6 separate regions of the Mus musculus genome follow, and regions 1, 2, 3, 5 and 6 are each linked to region 4. A link is a contact called in public Hi-C, HiChIP or PLAC-seq and promoter capture Hi-C data. All regions are on one chromosome and are shown on one strand. The core of a region is the stretch at or near the end of the contact, and the rest is flanking DNA. Distances in the headings are between cores, read along the strand shown.

What was found. Promoter capture Hi-C pulls out the DNA fragments that hold promoters and counts their contacts. Hi-C and Micro-C count contacts between places; a contact is called where the count stands out from the background. HiChIP or PLAC-seq counts read pairs in DNA pulled down with a chosen protein or histone mark.
Region 1: a Hi-C map of B cells shows a contact between it and region 4, with 11 read pairs. The contact joins the promoter of Homer1 here to the promoter of Fam151b in region 4. A contact is called at or near these places in 1 of 39 promoter capture datasets (liver) and 2 of 484 Hi-C or Micro-C datasets (B cells and liver).
Region 2: a promoter capture Hi-C map of the HPC-7 cell line shows a contact between it and region 4. The contact joins the promoter of Ckmt2 here to the promoter of Fam151b in region 4. A contact is called at or near these places in 16 of 39 promoter capture datasets (the 3T3-L1 cell line, the C10 cell line, the HPC-7 cell line and 11 more), 2 of 115 datasets of contacts at active chromatin or transcription factors (both in embryonic stem cells) and 4 of 9 other capture datasets (adipose tissue, embryonic stem cells, liver and 1 more).
Region 3: an H3K4me3 HiChIP or PLAC-seq map of bone marrow-derived macrophages shows a contact between it and region 4, with 4 times the contacts expected there. The contact joins the promoter of Cmya5 here to the promoter of Fam151b in region 4. A contact is called at or near these places in 1 of 39 promoter capture datasets (pre-B cells) and 1 of 115 datasets of contacts at active chromatin or transcription factors (bone marrow-derived macrophages).
Region 5: a promoter capture Hi-C map of pre-B cells shows a contact between it and region 4, with 4 times the contacts expected there. The contact joins the promoter of A630019I02Rik here to the promoter of Fam151b in region 4.
Region 6: a promoter capture Hi-C map of hippocampal neurons shows a contact between it and region 4, with 2.2 times the contacts expected there. The contact joins the enhancer-like site here to the promoter of Fam151b in region 4. A contact is called at or near these places in 5 of 39 promoter capture datasets (the 3T3-L1 cell line, cranial neural crest, hippocampal neurons and 2 more) and 1 of 115 datasets of contacts at active chromatin or transcription factors (large pre-B cells).

The regions. Positions count from the first base shown.
Region 1 is chr13:93,302,326-93,305,079 of GRCm38.p6, forward strand. Homer1 (homer scaffolding protein 1) reads left to right here and starts at 1,432. Exons shown (of 10, transcript NM_147176.4): 1 at 1,432-2,754.
Region 2 is chr13:91,875,625-91,878,324 of GRCm38.p6, forward strand. Ckmt2 (creatine kinase, mitochondrial 2) reads right to left here and starts at 1,261. Exons shown (of 10, transcript NM_198415.3): 1 at 1,198-1,261.
Region 3 is chr13:93,143,446-93,146,145 of GRCm38.p6, forward strand. It overlaps Cmya5 (cardiomyopathy associated 5), which reads right to left and starts at 1,279. Exons shown (of 13, transcript NM_023821.3): 1 at 913-1,279. The coding sequence starts at 1,061. Tent2 (terminal nucleotidyltransferase 2) reads right to left here. Exons shown (of 15, transcript NM_133905.3): 15 at 2,410-2,700.
Region 4 is chr13:92,482,728-92,485,559 of GRCm38.p6, forward strand. It overlaps Fam151b (family with sequence similarity 151, member B), which reads right to left and starts at 1,304. Exons shown (of 6, transcript NM_001163627.1): 1 at 1,201-1,304. The coding sequence starts at 1,225. It overlaps Gm52060 (a long non-coding RNA gene), which reads left to right and starts at 1,346. Exons shown (of 3, transcript XR_003950692.1): 1 at 1,346-1,409; 2 at 2,218-2,292.
Region 5 is chr13:93,093,565-93,096,264 of GRCm38.p6, forward strand. It overlaps A630019I02Rik (RIKEN cDNA A630019I02 gene), which reads left to right and starts at 1,269. Exons shown (of 4, transcript NR_046182.1): 1 at 1,269-1,599; 2 at 2,150-2,175; 3 at 2,291-2,487. Cmya5 (cardiomyopathy associated 5) reads right to left here. Exons shown (of 13, transcript NM_023821.3): 2 at 1-2,700.
Region 6 is chr13:91,939,051-91,941,872 of GRCm38.p6, forward strand. All of the region lies in intron 18 of Rasgrf2 (RAS protein-specific guanine nucleotide-releasing factor 2), which reads right to left. It overlaps Gm46435 (a long non-coding RNA gene), which reads left to right. Exons shown (of 3, transcript XR_003950706.1): 3 at 1,888-1,977. Among named protein-coding and RNA genes, the nearest start is that of Gm46435, 16 kb to the left of the region's middle. Within about 2 kb of position 1,326, at least 13 of the 459 cell types and tissues checked have an H3K27ac peak or open chromatin away from gene starts, as enhancers often do. A contact at or near this core is called in hippocampal neurons, where this site is marked.

The DNA.
Region 1 (2,754 bases), core at 182-2,681, 820 kb after region 4:
TTAAAAACATGTATTAAAAACCACATATAGCAGGCAAGCAAGGGACATTCTTGTAACTGCATTGCTTAGGAGGGATTAGGGAAGAGAGCCCAGGTGTTCAAGATCTTAATCAAACAAGGCAAAACAAAACCCACCACTCCTGGCATGATCTATAGAATTTTAGCTGACTTTCTTTTGAACTGCATTGGCATTGATGTACTATTCTTCTAAGGACAATTTAATGATTTTGTAATAATATCATGTCCTGGATTTCTCGGGTCACTTCAGGTTTTGAATGAAGTGAGTTTCATGTTTCATGTCAAATGAGTTTAGTTTGTAAAATGTGGTCACTGACTCTTTGGAGTAACTGAAGTACTAATGGCCTTTAGCAGGGTGCAGCACTTCTATTTCTGAACCACAATTGTCAAGTTAAATGGAATAAAAGCAAAACTCATTCTGTGAGTCTAACCAATAAAAGGCCCTTAACAACACAGGGCCATTTTAAAACTTCATGACTTTAAAAACACAATTTCACATATGCAGCTATAAATTTATAGACGGCTAGTCATCCTTGCCACATTAAAAAAAATGAAAATATACTCGAGAGCTATTGTGCTTACAAGATTCAAAATAATCAGGAACCCAAACGTATGTTTGTGTTAATAAAGTAGGACTTTGTTTCCAGACTGTAATTCATATCCTTGGTAAGTCAGACCTAAGGTGATTCGTTGGCACTTGCGATGCTGTAGAAGGGTAATTATCTGAGGGAACTAAGTTTACTTTAATGAATTTGACTCATTATGCCTTGCAGAACCATGGCTATGCAGCGAACTGCAACATTTAGAACATTTGGAAATCTCATTCTGCTTTAATTACTATCCTTTGTAACAAGAGGTTTGCTCCTAACTCTACTCTTTTTTTTTTTTTTTTTTTTTTTTTTTAAGTTAAAACGCACGCCTTTAGGAGGGGAGAAAGCTTAAAAGTTGACTATGTTCAGAATGGTATTTAGGATTCCTAAAATTAACGGTGGTTTTCCCCGAGTCTACCAGCAGTGATCACTCTCCCTCCCACGATTCCCTGCAGGTTGGGATGTGAACAGCCCGGGGATGCTGCTGCAAACCCAGTGGGAGAGGGAGACAGGACTTTACCGGCGACACTTCGGCACTGTTGCTATGAGTGATTCATTCGCATATGGCACATTTGTGCCAAGGAAACCTCCTCCCGCCGCTTCCTTCTCCGAGCTCTCCTCAGACTGTCTCCGGCGCCTTGGCCTTTAAGGAGAAGCGAGAGAACCGGGAGCAGGTGGGCCCGGAGCAGCTCGCTCAGCCCGCCTCCCCCAGCTCTTTCCCTAATTTAGCAGTACTTCCGGCCGCGTGACATCATCCCCCGCACAAGCTGACGTGAGCGGAGGGTGACGTATGTGCGGAGAGGAGCGCGCTGACGTTGCTATTTAAAGGTCCTTCTGCGGGGAGGATGGAGACACAGCGCGAGCACCCGGCGTGCGGAGCGGACGAGGCCGTGGCGGCCCAGAGCCAGCGCAGGAGCCGAGCGCACTGCCCGTCCGCCGCCGGCCGCTAGGGGAGGGGAAGGAAAAAGGGACGGACCGACGGACCGGCCAGCTCATCCCCTCCGGTGTTGTTCCTCAGCGCCCCGGTCCGAGCCCGGGCCCCGCCTCCGCCGCGCCCCACCTCCTCCGCCGGCCTGCGGCGGCGGCAGCGCTCCGCCCCTCGAGCCGGGAGGGCCGCGCTCTCCGCCCCGCCCCGCCCCGCCCCGCCCCCTCTCCTGCTCCGCTGCCGTGCTCGTCTCACGCCGGCGGCGCGGACCGGGAAGCGGCGCCCTCGGCTGCGCTCGGTTCGGAGCCCGCTCCGTGGAGTCAGAGGCAGCGACGGGCGCCAGGCCGCCCGGGCCGACGGAGTCAGCCGCTGAGGGGAGTGTAAGGAGGCAGCGGCAGCCCCGGGAATGTGAGGCGGCGCGGAGCGGGAGAGACGAGCCGGGGTGGGGGCACGAGCCGCGGCTGCCGTGCCTCGGACGAGCCGCCAGCCTCTCGCCTCAGCGCGCGGCCGCCGGGAGCTTGGGGGCTGGGTGCAGGGGACCGCGCGGGGTTGGGTTCTCTGATTCATTCATTCTCCGCCGTCGGGAGCCCGAGGCCGCGGGTGCTGCGAGGAGAGGCGGGAAGAGGGGGCGGCCGCGAGCGGGGCTCCATTGTGCTCGGCGGGGGCCGGGAAGCCAAAGGAGGTGGGCTCGGGCCCCTGCGCTGCTCCCCGGCGGCTGCGCCCCCAGCTAGCTGCCAGCCTGGAAATGGCTCCGCTGCTGCTCCTCGGGAAAACGAATCGATCCTTCCCAGCCTTCTCTGCCTGCTCTCCACCTCCTCTCTGCTCCGAGTCTTAGGAGGACGAACATTCAAAGGACAGATTCCAATGTGGTGTGCCGTGCACATCGGGAGCGGCTGGGGTTTGCACTTCGAGATTTCTTCTATATAATTTTTTTTTTTAAACGTAAGGGAGGCAGTAGCATTGCTGCCTGTAGGATTTTTATTCAAGTGCACGTCGCGTTGGGTTGCACGCTCCACCCCCAGGGACCTGGTGTGGTGAAATTTGAACCCACCGCCTTAGCCCAAAAAGGCCGAGTAACCTGGCTGCCTGAGTGTCGTGGAAGACGTGAGCGAAATGACCAGCGAACTCATTTTTTATCAGACTTGCTGAAGCTGGCTTTTGCGTTTTTTCTACACGTACGCTTAATTTTGTGGAATAGTTAAGTGCTATATTCTCCGCGCAA
Region 2 (2,700 bases), core at 11-2,510, 610 kb before region 4:
GGCTTTGAAAAAGGTGCCTCTCAGTGTGAGCAGCAGGCAAGGCCTCAGCAGCCAACAATGTCTGGTCTTCCTGCCACCCCTGATGTCATTTTCTCCACGAAAGGACAGAATAGAAGGACACAGATGGGAGAGGAAGTGACAGATGTCCACTGGGAGAGCAGCCTCCTGGGAAGTCTACAGTTAATCTAACAGCACGTTGTCCTGACTGCCCAGCTAGCACTGTGCTGGTCATAGAACCTGGCTGTGCTTTTGGAAGGTTCAGAGGACAGCAGTGAGGGTAAAGGGTGCTTTGGTTTGTTGGGCTAGTGTCACTTTTCATACATTCAAAGCAGAGCTTCCAAAGGCATGGACTTCACATACAAGGGCAGGGTGACAATGACAATCCTCCAAGAGCCAAGCAACTAAGTAAGCCATATGAAGCTTATTTTTCATTTTCCTTCTAAAGATGGAGCTTTACGTAGTTCACTTTCAGTATATTAACTCTTTCAGGACTGAATCTCTGGCAGTAGCATTAGCCAGTTAAGAGGAATCCAGGCCACTAGTAACCAATTTTGCTCTTTTGGAGAGCCTCAAATCAACATAAATTTTCTAGCTAATTCATGCCAAGTCATTAGGCATCTCTTTTGATGCAACTGAGGAAAAACACTACCAGACACGAGTGGATTGGTCTCTGCAAATTATTAGAGAATGAAATGTAACATCTAAACTTATCACTTACCCCACGTTTTGGGTCAAAATCCCACATTTAGATTTTTTTTCCACAGAATTTTCTTTTCTTTTCTTTTCTTTCCGAGACAGGGTTTCTCTGTGTAGCCCTGGCTGTCCTGGAACTCTCTCTGTAGACCAGGCTGGCCTTGAACTCAGAAATCTGCCTGCCTCTGCATCCCAAGTGCTGGACTAAAGGCGAGCTCCACCACTGCCCAGCTCCACAGAATTTCTTAATTTACTATGAAACAGAGGCACTGTGAGCTAAGGTTCTGGGTTCGCTGGTTGAGCTGCCAGTGCTCATGCCCAGGGAAAAACGTGATTCCAGGCAAGGGCAACCCTCTTGCCACATCACGTTCCCATTTCTATCTGGCCCACCGTTTCTTATTAAGCGTTGCCTACATGGTTGTGGGTCCCATGTGCTAAGGCTCACCATGGTTGGTTCTAGTACTGTCCTTTAGAAAGACCATGCATTTGGAGCATCTGACTGACCTTGAAGCTGGAGGAGTCTGTCGTATCCAGATCCTGCTGCGTGCACACAGCCAAGAAGTGTAACAGGAGCCTGTGGGGCTCAGCTTAGAAAAGGCTACTTTGCTGGGCGGGACTGGAGTCCTTTTCAACCAATCCCTCATGAGACCTCCACCCCACAGACTCCCCCAGCTGTGTCCTTGAAGGCCAGCCTCTGACTCTTCTGCTATTGGGCCAGGTGTCCTTTCTAGAACCTGCCATTTCTATGAAACATTTGCCTCTCCCTGAACGGGCAGACCTTTGACTTGGCTTGCCAGTCTGGTCTGCAGACAGTTGTTACTCTGAGAGGGAGTTCCTCCCTGCAGCTCACCTGGTTGGGGCCAGTCCTAGCTTAGGGTACAAGGGTCAGCAAAGGAAACTACCTGCTAGGAAAACACTTCTCTCGGAGGGGAAAGGCTGGCCCTGGAGAATAAAGGCTAAGAGGAAGTCTCAGGTGATCTATTTCCAGCTGTTAGAAGCAAACAGGAAGGCCTCCTTACAACTTGTTGTCTGGGACTTGGGTTCAGGGACAATCAATGATCGTCACTATCACGTTCAAGATCAGGATATCTGAAACAGAGACTAGATTCTCTCACCTTCTATTCACACCAGTTTATATGACCACCGCACAGCCTAGCAGACCGTATCCCTGCTAAAAATAGCTTCCTAGGGCATCTGCTAAGTAAAGGTTCCTATGAATAGCAACAAACCACCCGGGTTCTGGACAGCAGCCCTGCCATTTCAAAGGAGCTTGCCTCTGCTTCTCCTGGCCATCACGTACTCAGCTTCCGCAGCCATATCAGCGTCACTAGCTCAAACCTCTCTCTCCCTTCTTAGCGTACAGCCAGACCCAGAGAGTTGTTGGATAGAGGGATAGGGGACAAGAATCGTGGTCCCTAAGCAGGTCAGTGTCCTTCTTAGCTAAAGTGTCTTTAAACTTGACCCAACGTGTCCTTAAACTTGACCCACAGCAGAGGTAATTTGTTCACTCTTTTCATTCGATGCAGATTGGGTGAGGACAGGAGTGGGGGTTCTGGGAAGTATGTGTGTGCAGTTTCTCATCTAATTTTCTCCAAAGTATGCTTACGATTTAACCACTATGTGTTTGTTATAGCCTAGTTAACGTGTGCACTGCTGTCTGCTGAGACATGGCTTTCACTGATCAGAAAGCTTTTTGTACTACCTTTCAACGTGTGATATACTCAGATATTTTCTAGACTTTTCAGTTGTTTCATTAGAGCAATCCAAATGGAGCAAGCTACAATGACTTCATGATCCTCCGGAATCTCAAACCCAACTGGCCTACTCTATCATCTCAGATTACAGTTCCTGGGCCCCAGTGGCCTCTAGAATCACAAGCACTAAGCTGTGGGACTGTGAGACCTGAAGGACTTTGTAGCTAGGACAGGACAGTGGGGAAGTGGAAGCTTAGTTCTTCTCAAATACCACTTGTGCATACAATACACATATTTGTTTCAAAGTCAGTTC
Region 3 (2,700 bases), core at 29-2,528, 660 kb after region 4:
GCCACCCCCAAAGCCTTTTGATAGGACCACCCAGGAAGAGATACCATTGATGACATGCTTACGATTAAACAAAACATCCATACTACTATTGTCATTTTAGGGCTGGATGAAAAGGGACAAAGTAGAGACAAAGTAGAAAGCCTTAATGCGTGCACACACACACACACACACACACACACACACACACGTATGTATGTATATAGTATTACTTAATCTCATTCGCCTTATTGATAGATATTTAGGACCAGAACGACTTTTAGGACAGACGTTGCTAAAACATCACCCAGGAGAGCCCAGCTGGCCTGGAAATCAGTCTTCCTGCTTCTGCCTTTCTATTATTGGAATCACAAGGGCAGGCCAGCCACACCTGGCCTTCATGATTCTTCCCTCTAAGGAGTGTATGGGATGTTTGCACCAAAATAGCTTCCATACAGCAAACTAGCCCAGCGCTAGAACTCTAGGAGGCTGCCATACCTTTGAAGGTAATGGACAGAGCCTTCTGACTCCAGACCCTTCCCCAAGCTCAGGCAGGCAAGATTGATCCAGGGCGGGGAGCCAGAGGCAAGTATTCCAGCACAGTTTTGCGGTTAGGCAGAACCCCAAGTAAGTCTCCAAGAATAAACGAGCAAGTCACAAGGAGCTGGGAGGCGGGGGTGGGGGAGGGGGTGGGGGCCGACTGTGAACTTTGCTGCAGGCGGACCTGTCACTCCTGCTGACAGCAAGCACCTTGCACCTTCAAGTTTTTAAAGAAGGCGGCGCGTCCCAGACAGTGTGCTTGGCTCCGGGGAAATGAACTTCTGAGGTTGGAAAGGGAAAGGAAAAGGTTGGGGGGGGGGGGGTGGCCACTGGCCCGGCGGGACACCTGTGGAGTGGACAGCTTTGTTAGGTCCGGGCGGTTCCCGCTCAGGCTACCTGGCGTCGGGCTCCTCCTCCGACTCGGCCGCCGTCTCCTCCCCCTCGCCCTCCGACTCCTCCTCCGTCTCCAGCTCCTGGGCCACCTCCTCGTCTGCACCCCATCCTAGGAAGCCCTGGGCTGCGAGTCCGCTGTCGCCGCTCTCCATCGCGCCTGTCCTGGCCGGAGTCGGAGCTGCCCACGCCTCGCCCGGTGTTCTCCGTCTGACTGCACTTTGCCAGGGCCCGCGGGGCTGCTTGGGTTCCCGGCGCGCGGGGCGGGGTCGCCCCAAGCCTTTAAATAGAAGGCGTCAAGAAAGTTTCGCCACGGAGCTTCTGCGGCCCTGGCTCAGCTTCCTCTGGTTCCAGTCCCTGCCAACTTCCCCGCCCGTTTTGGCAGATCTTCAGCGGCCTTTGTGGCCAGGGCAGAAAGCAGTGTTGAGCGTCAAAAGGACCCACCAGCCCAGCCTTCCATCTAGTGGCCTGGTGGTTCTTACACTTCTAGCTGAGCTGCGGGTGCTTCGTGCCAAATGAGGCAGCATCCAGAGAAGATAACGTTATGGTTTGTAGCTAGCTTAAGGCCCCACTGCTCTTACTGTGACAATGGAAACAAACTAGCGCCCTAGGGGACTAAGATCTCATTGGATCAAGTAAAGCCAGTGCTTAACCTGTCAACCACTGCTCTAGGACGAAAGCCCAAGATCCTCATAGAGATCAAATCCTGACTAATCCACTTTTAGAAATCAGGTATTTACACAGTATCAAGTGAATTCTTTCTGCCTGAGAGGCCCACCTGTTCACTTATTCAAGATCACCACCTTTCTCTGAAATCTCCATGTTTGAACTCCTGCTCCTCTCCAGGAACTCAAAGCAGTCTTTTGAATATGATTGTTTCTGTTTGTAAGATAATGTTTCTGAAAAGGCCTAGACCTGTTTAGTACAACGGTTAGAAAGACGGCTAGATCTCCAAACCTTTATTTTAATCATCGCAGATTCTTACAATTGTTAAATGAGATGGAAACTAAGGGTATTATTCTCCAGTTACATCAGCTTGTGTGCTGTACATCGGGTCTGAGGACAGAGAGGTATAGATAGGCATCCTCTTTTACCACTGATTTTGCCAAGACCCTATTTCAAACTAACTCAAAATTTAGAATTATTTAGAGTCCACACGTCTAATACTAACAATATTTTAACAGCACATCCAAACAAAAAATGTAGTATTCACTTGAAATTGAAAAGATTTTAAGTCTCCAGCTGGGGAAATGCTCAATGGGTGGAGCACTTGCGTAGCAGACACCGGCTGTGTTTAATCCCTAGCACTGAAAAGAAATTGTAAAAAACCAAACACCTTTAGCTGATACAGCTGGACTGCCCTGAGTATATGATCTTAAGTGCTGGCTCATGGATTCCAGTATGCAGATTTCTTAAGCCTTTTGTCTATTTGTTACAACAAATAGTCTGACTAGGAGAGTGGAACCACTGAAAACAACATGGTGGCAATGCAAGAGTCCACACTACGGCAAAGTCTGAGGCTTTATTAAATGCCATAGTGCTGCAGAGTAGAACACCCGTCCCCAAGGGACTATGATTGACAAACATTACCTGAGGTCACACTGAACTGTTATACTCAATACACTCTGAGAAAGCGCTGCACAATGTGGGATAAATCTTAGAAATGTTTCCAAGAAAAAAAATCATATGTAAATTTTTTTAAACTGCATCAAAAGTACTACAGATCAGTATTCTAAAAAACTGACCCATAGAGAAAGCTCTAATCCTAATTATAACACAGAAGTAATGTGGTTC
Region 4 (2,832 bases), core at 54-2,553:
GGAACTCTTGTCCTCATGCCTGCAAGGCAAGAAGCTTTGCAAATGAGCTCTTTCTCCAGCCCTGCCAATGTGATTTTGACACCTACCTCTCCCTCTTTTGTGGGCCTCGTGGGAAGAAATACCTAAGAAATTGATATTGAATTGATCTACTATGGGTTGGGAGGGGAAAAGTCTCACCTTACCCAATAAATATGCACCATAAACATTTACAGAAACTTTCTTAAAATTCACAGTACAAAACCAGAGGGAGGCCCCCAACCTTGAGAGAGTCCACTCTATTCCTTCTTTGACGTTTGATAAATATAAGAACAAATAAAAAGAGTGTGAAGTTGAAGAGAGGTTTGGTAAGATCTGGGGGAGAGGGAAAGATAAATTGATCAAAATACATTGTTTAAAATCTTCAAAGGTTTTATGCAAAATAAAGAAATATTTAATGTTTATGTGTGTGTTAAAAAGCAGAGACGGAGAGATGGCTCAGAGGTTAAGAGCACCAACTGCTCTTCAAATTTGAAGGTCCTGAGTTCAAATCCCAGCAACCACATGGTGGCTCACAACCATTCGTAATGAAATCTGATGCTCTCTTCTGGGGTGTCTGAAGACAGCTACAGTGTACTTACATTTAATAAATGAAAAATCTTAAAAAAAAATAAAATAAAGAAGGTAGAGGGCTGAAGAGATGGCCTAGCAGTTAAGGGCACTGACTGCTCTTCCAGGGGTCCTGAGGTCACTTCCCCAGCAACCACATGGTGGCTCTCAACCATCTGTAATGGAATCCGATGCCCTCTTGTGGCGTGTCTCAAGACAGCTGCAGTGTACTCATACAAATAAAACAAAACAAACAAACAAAAAGTGAAAGGTTAAAAAAAAAAGATAATGTGGTATGTATGTAAGACCTTTTTGGAAGGATCCACCCACGAATGTGTAGCAGAAATTTGAGGGGGAAATGGGCTAATGATTGGGAAGGACTAGAGACCTTACTGAACCATTTTGAACTTTTAATATCAAAAATGAATTTTCCTTTTGTATCTAAACAATCGATTTACCCTAAATTGTTTCTACCTTTGTCACACGGAGATACTCTTCGGCCTCAGTTAAATCAGCCACCACTTGAACACCCCGCAGACACTGGCATTTACAACTCAATAACAAAACAGGAAAAAGAGTAGGCGGTACCCTGCCCGCTGAACCCTCCACACTTACCCGGGCCCCCTGCACATGCTGCCATGGTGACAGACAGACGCAGCGATCTGCGCAGGTGCACAAGGTTGGCAGTCTCCTGGTTGTCTTCCTGGCGGAAGCCAGATGACCTGACCGGAACCTCTGCGCCAGTGATGTAAAAGGTGCGCATGCGCACTGGAACTGCTAGGCTTGGGGCAGGGAGAGAAGCGGGGATAGTGGGAAGAGAGGAGGTGGGTCGCGGGGAGAGGATTGCGGGGCACATTTCCCATAGTGCAGTGGTCCAGTTCTGGTGTGGAGCTACTCATTCTAGGGTACAGCGGGCTGCAAAGCTAGAATACATTACCTGACAGCACAAACGGAAGTGGTTCTCGCCCAACCCTTCAGAGAGTAAAATTTTTAAGTCACTCTGACTTGAGTGGCAATTTTGGCCTCAACCGGGTCTCCAAAGTCTCTGGATTTCCTCCAGCTCAGCCAGAAAATATAGCCCCATTGCTTTATGGTCTTTGGTTTTCTACCTGTATCTTCACATTTAAACTTACTTCTTTACAAACAGCATAAACCACACACCTCTCACCTCAAGAGTTTATTCCTGAACCAAGTATGAGTGATAATCGTTCTAGAACACGAAACCAGTTGCCCCAGACATATTGCATAGTTTAGTAGTGTTTTTCGCTGTTTAAGAAAGTTATATATCCTGGAAAATTTCAAATACTTTTGTGGAAACATCAGGCATGCAGTTTACAGCAAACTGAGTGCACGTTTCCGTTCCTATCCGACGGTTCTTGGGTTTCAGGCTGGTACTGTGTTAACACATTCCAAAAGTTTCACCTAGTCACAAGGACATGAGGTCAAGTAAGCAATGCAATTAAGGGAGCTAAACACAGCACAAGAAGATGCTGCTAGAGCTTCAACATTCCAACACCCTCACCCTGGAAGTTCTAACCACCAGCCTTGTTAGTAATGAAATTGCTATTATCAAAGTACTCCTACGAATACAGGCAAGATTTCTAATGGATTTTTGTTCCTTTCTGCAATTAGGATGCTTTTTACCAATCGCGGAGTAAAAAACGTTCAGACAGAAGCAATGGAACCTACTTACACTCCATAACCCAGGTAATTAATATAGTATGACTACACAATGCTACACTGTAAGTAAGAAATGTCACTATGAACACGGTGTGGATGACCCTGGAAAAGTTAAAAACTATGAGTCGTTGCGTATGTAAAGGAAATCACTGTCAGGTAGGCAGCTGTGCCCTGTGCTCACTGCAATGTTAACTCCTAAAAGCAAGACACAAAACCAACCTAAGATCCACCAGTAGATGAATAGATAAAATGTAGCAAGGCCCATCATGAAGTTCAGGGTTCATATAGGAGACCCTGTTATTTGCAACAAGGATGAACTGTCAGATGTTGGGTGAAGGAGGACAGGCCCAGGAAGACCAAGGCTGCATGATTTCACTTCTATCACTGACCTAAGAATGCTGACCTGGACAAAAACTGATGATGGTGGTTGCTGGTGCTGAAGGGCAGAGTTGGCAGAGGAAAGGGAGATAGTGGGGCGATGTAAGATGTCAGGACACATTTCAGGTGGGAGAAACAGATTCAAGTGTTCTCTCACACAGCACAATAATTACAGCAATTCCAATGTCT
Region 5 (2,700 bases), core at 19-2,518, 610 kb after region 4:
TTCCTCTTCTCTGAAGCTCAGCGGGGCCCTTTTCTAAGATAGAAGGCCCTGGTTCCGTTCCGATGGGTTTTACTGGTTCTATACCTAAGGATCTATCTCTATCTCTACTATCAATGAGTTCTGACCCAGCAGTTGGTACTTCTGATAACTGTTTGTGCTTCTCAGGCTCTGGGGGGAGCTTTATAAGCTCTTGCTCTCCTGACAGGAAACTCCCCGGCACTGGAGAAGATGTCTCCTCTGCTTGCCTGTTCATCTCATGTCTGAGGGCCAGTAATGTTGGAGCTAAATCATCTGAAACTACATTTTCAGAATCAGGAGACCTTGTTATCTCCTCGTGTTTGTCATTTGGCACCGTGGGTTTGGATGTGGGTGACACTTGCAATGGAGGTGGCTCGTTGTCTTCTCTCTCTACCTCAACCCCTGAGTTGACAGGAAGTTTGGGTTCAGGCCTTAACACCTCTGAGGTAGACATGCTGGGCAAAGGCAAACCACTGCCTAACTCGCTCTTCCCTACTCCCTTTAAGCCTGGGTGTTCCACAGGGCTGGCAAGAGATGGATCTGTCAGGACTTCATCCCTGCCTAATTTAGTTGAATTTGAATCAAGCTTAGTTACTGGCACTGTGGTGGCAGAAGAGCTGGCTTCTGTGTCTTTCCCCATCTCTTCCATCAATGCTGGAAGTGCAGGTGGTGCAGGTGGACTGTGTTCTGCTCCCCTCTCTCTCCCCGATGAAGCCGCAGGAAGTTCCCTGGTTATTTTGGACTCCTGTTTCACTTCCGTTTTCACTGCAGATAAAACCTTAGGTCCAGAAATAGATGTTTCCTCTGGAGGTGAGTGTGGTTTTGCCACTTCAGGCTCATTCTTTGACAACATTCTCTGTTCTAGTTCAGAAGTCACAGTTGGAGCTAAATTGAGTTTGACATCCGCCTTTGGCTCATCTCCCAAGTCAGACAAAACTGAATATTTCATCCCAGACCCTGGAACATTTGGGAGCCGAGGCTCTGGTGTCTGATCCTGCGATTTGTGTGCTGTCGCTTCTTGAGAATCCAGCACAGCTTTTTCCCTTCCGACTCTGGGCAAAGCCATCTGTTCATCTGCACTTGTTAGAGTGAGAGGTGCTGTGGGCTCCTGCTCTGGCTTAAGCACACAGGTTGACTCGGGTGAAACTGAGGGCTGAGAGGTGGGCAAAACGGATGTGGTTTCTTCCTTTACCACTGATGAGAGTGCAGAAGAGGAAGCTGCTATTGTAACTGCTGGCAGACTACTCTTTGCATCTCTCTTCTCCCATCCACTGGTTGGTGGTGGTACCAAATCTTCAGCCTCAGGCTCCAAAGATGCCTGAGTTTTCTCCTGCTGTGCCAGGATGAGATATTCAGACACAGAGGTTGAAATTGTTGGAACATCTGACATAGTTTCTGCTTGGCCGGTCTTATCTGCCGAAGGTAGCAGGCTCAGATCTTCGAACACAGGCCTACAAGGGGAAGACTCCTCCCGCTCCTGCGATGGCTCAGAATGCTCAGGCACAGGCGTGACCACTGAGGACCCCGCCTCTTCTTCATCTGCCTCTGAGAAGTAGGGATAGTCTGGAGCAGACCTCCTAGGTAGTAATTCGTCTGGCTCGACCTTGTTTTGCTCTGTTTCTGCGATTCGGTATGGTGGGATTGACACCTGTGATGCTGAATCCGGAGAAAAGAGGTCAGCCTCTTCCGTGTCCTCATCAGACAGAACAGTCTGCTCAGAGGGGGACGTTAAGCACAGTGGAGAATCCCGCCCCAGCTCTCTCTTCTCTAGTTCCTGAGTCGGATAGGGTGAGAATGAGAATTCTGACGCAAATGCAGAATCAGGGGAAAGGGGCCCAATATTGTCCTCTTCCTGCCCTTGCTCTGATAGACCTGTGGGTGAGGAGGCACCCTTTAGAAGCAGAGGAGATGTGTGGCCAAGCTCTGGTGTGGAAGAGAATGAGCCCCGCTGCTGGTCTCTGCTCCCTTCTTCTGATTGGACCACTTGTTCGGATGAGATGGCCCAGGGAGGTGGGGCATGGCTTTCAGAAAGCAGCTCAGTGGTTTGTGGGGGGAGAGCGCATTCCACTGCAGAGACCTCATTGGATGAAGATAGCCCAACTCCAATGGCTTCCTTTTCTTCTTCTAACAGGGTTGCAGGATCAGAAAGGCCTCTTGGTTTGAATTGGGGCATGTCATCTATTGTTTTTTGGGGGGATTCCCGTGTTGCATTTTGTGAAACCGAGGGTTTAAATGGCAGCTTTGAATCTGATGCGAAACTTCCACTTCCTAGACTCTCATCTTCCGATAGAACTGCCTGGCTCAGTGCTGCTGGGGGAAGTAGCCCAATATCTTCTTTCTCATCTTCTGCCTGAATGATGGGCTCAGAAACACGTTGGGACTTTAATGGGAGCTTGTGGTCACCTGTTTTCAACAGCAACTCTTGCGCATGTGCTGGAACAGAATACTCAGCCGCAGATTCAGATTCTGGTGAGTGACACACGCTCTCTGAGGCCTCATCTCCAGACAGGACTGGTGAAACTGTTGAAAAGAGTGGGGACTGGATGGCAGATGTCTTCTCAGTGGTGGATGGAGAAAGAGACTGCTCAGATACAGAGGTCATAGCTGGGGAATAAGACTCACGTTCCTCGTCGTCCTCTGAAAAGACTGCAGGTTCATTGCTAGATTTCACATCAGATACAG
Region 6 (2,822 bases), core at 76-2,575, 540 kb before region 4:
TTTATTAGTTTGCTAATACGACATTTTCTTTTGATTTTTCAACTCCAGAGTTTAACCACATGGCCAGTAATGACACAGATTATAACCAGTGTGCTGGAAGTTCACATCACAATCAGTGTTTACCTCATGCCTGCCCATCTAAGCTCCTCAACTAAAATGTCCAATTTTAAAGAGCAGAGGTAATGCTTTTGGGGGATGGGGTGGTAGTAGTGTAATGGAGCCCTTACATGTTAGGCAGGCAGTCTGCTTTAGTGTGCCCTCACATGTAGCCCTCAGATTTCATTTTCTGTTTCCACTGGCAGCAGACAAAAGATTTAGACAACTGAATGAAGAACAAACAAAATCAAGAAAACACACACACACACATATGTAAAATTCAGTGAGTAATGAAGGAATTTTAGGAGAGATCTGAGTCTTCATAATGGTCTGTGATGATCCTCTCTGATTTACACCTTGTGCTTAGAACTTCTCTGGAGTCTGAGCCTGGCGTATACTCCCTAAACTCTAGCCCTTGAGAGGTGAGAGCAGAAGAACTGTGCCTTTGAGACTTGTCTAATATACACAGCCCTTCAAGGCCAGCCTGAGCTACATAGTGAGACTACATCTCAATCTCCCCAAGAAGTAGGGAAGCAGTTCAGTGGAACACTTGCCTAGTGTGTGTACCCCTGAGTTCAATCCCCACTCTACAAAGAGAGAAGGAAATCTCCCAATGGCTCTCAGTTCTGGGAGTCTTCCCAGCAAAGTGGGACCCAGAGGTCAACAGGGCTTGGATAGTTCACTCTACCCTCCTTGCCTGATCCTTTTTTTTTTTTTTTTTTTTGATCCCTTCACTACAGCCTCTCCTCTAAAGCTATTGGCTCAGTTTCCAGTTAGTTATATTACAGGAGGCAGGGTTTGAGGCTCAAAATCTCAAGTAACCATATGGTGAATGCAAAACATCTGTTGTCCTGGTAATGAAAAAATCCCTTAATCTTTTTTTCTCAGAATGCTTTAACATTTTTGTCTTAAGATTTCTAAATATCTTATAATTTTGAGGGTCCAGCTCTACCAAGAAGGGGGTTGTAAACTGGACCGAAACAAGCTCCTGGAAGTCAAAAGGCCGGGCCACGCGTAACACTGAGGCCAACATTAATTTTATCTCAAAATGATAATTACATCTTTAAACTCAGCATCACAGACAGACAATGGCTACACAGGGAGGAACATCTCCATCTGCAGAGGAGAGTGGAGCCATTAAGTGCCTCTCTATTGCTAAGCAACAGTGGAGCTAAGATCAAGAGACTCAAACATCACAAAGATGAGTCGATTCAGTTCTGAGCCCTACCGGTGATGGGAGAGGAGCAGCGCTGAGCAGAAACTCGGGCTATGAGGCAGACACATGTAATGTTACTGATGTCACATATACCATTTTCATTTCAACGTATTTGCTAGAACATAATCACAGGCCAGTATGTGTTCTGTGGGGGAGAACACAGACATGCTTCTTTTTCCAAAATGAAAATGCATTCATTAAATTCAATTTGATCAAGAATAAACTGAGTAAGCCTTAGGAATCTATGATGTCATCTGTATTGGTTACTCATCACTGTATTTATAAATTACTGTAAAACTTAAAGGCAAACAACAAGAACCTGTTATCTCAGGTTTTTCAGGATTCAATACTGGGACATGGCTCTGGGTTTCAAATGAATTCCTAAGTCTACATGCTCAACAGGCCTATAGTTGCTTGGAAGCTCTCCTAGGGCTTCCAGTATATTCCCAAGCTCATACACATGCCGCTGGTGGGCAGATCTCTTTAGTTTCTTGATTCATTGGTCTTTCCTTATGACAAGGAGACTGGTGGGGCAGATATTCCATCTTCAATTACATTAAAATATTTGTCAGCAGGAGATCTGTGACTGGACAGTAAAAGGGGAAGCAGAGTGAAGAGTTGCAGAGACAGAGAGCAACTTGGAGGAGAGGAAGAAGCCAAGATGGAGGCGGATGGACAGGAAGAAGATCCTGATCCCTCGTGGTTTTAAATAGCCACAGGTAGTTATGAATATCATATAGGGATAGAATAATTGGCATAACTTGTCTGATCTTGGTGGGCAGCTTGTATCATTATCAATTGGTTCTGAAATTATTGTGTGGGCATCTTGTGAATTGAGAATTTATTGATATATAAATCTGACTTGTTCATTATAAGCTTCTAGAGTTTCATTTCTACCGGGTTGCTGGGTGTTGTGGTGGCTGACCGTGGGTTGGACAGTTGTTGCCTGGGGCTGGCATGGCAGGGAAGGGAATTCAGGAGCTCTGGCCCAACTGGAGAGTTGGTGGGCAGAGAGTAGCTGTAGAGAGCATAGGAACTTGGTGGTTCTATTTTAATATTTCCCGCAACAGACTTGTTTCTTCCATAGCAAGTGGACCAAGAAAGCAATAGCCCAAGAGAGAGCACACTATTCCTTTGATGACTGAGTTAGTTAGTTTTCTGTAACTGAGACAAAACATCTGAGAAAACTATTCATGGATTTAGTTTGGGCTCATGATTTTAAAGATTTGAGTTTATGATCATTTGGACTCTGCAGTAGTTGAGACAGACCATCTGAGCAAGCAGCACGGTGCACAGCAGAGCAGCATACAGAGACAGAGGAAGACTCCCAGGGAAAGATGAACCCATCATAGTCCCACCCTAGGTGACTGTGATGGTTGACACTGTCAACTTGACAGGACCTAGAATCACCTAGGCACACTTCAGAGCTCACTAAGGGTGGCATCATACCATAGGCTGGGGGGGGGGGCGAGCTGGATAAAGAGAAAGCAAGCTGAATATGCATTTTTCT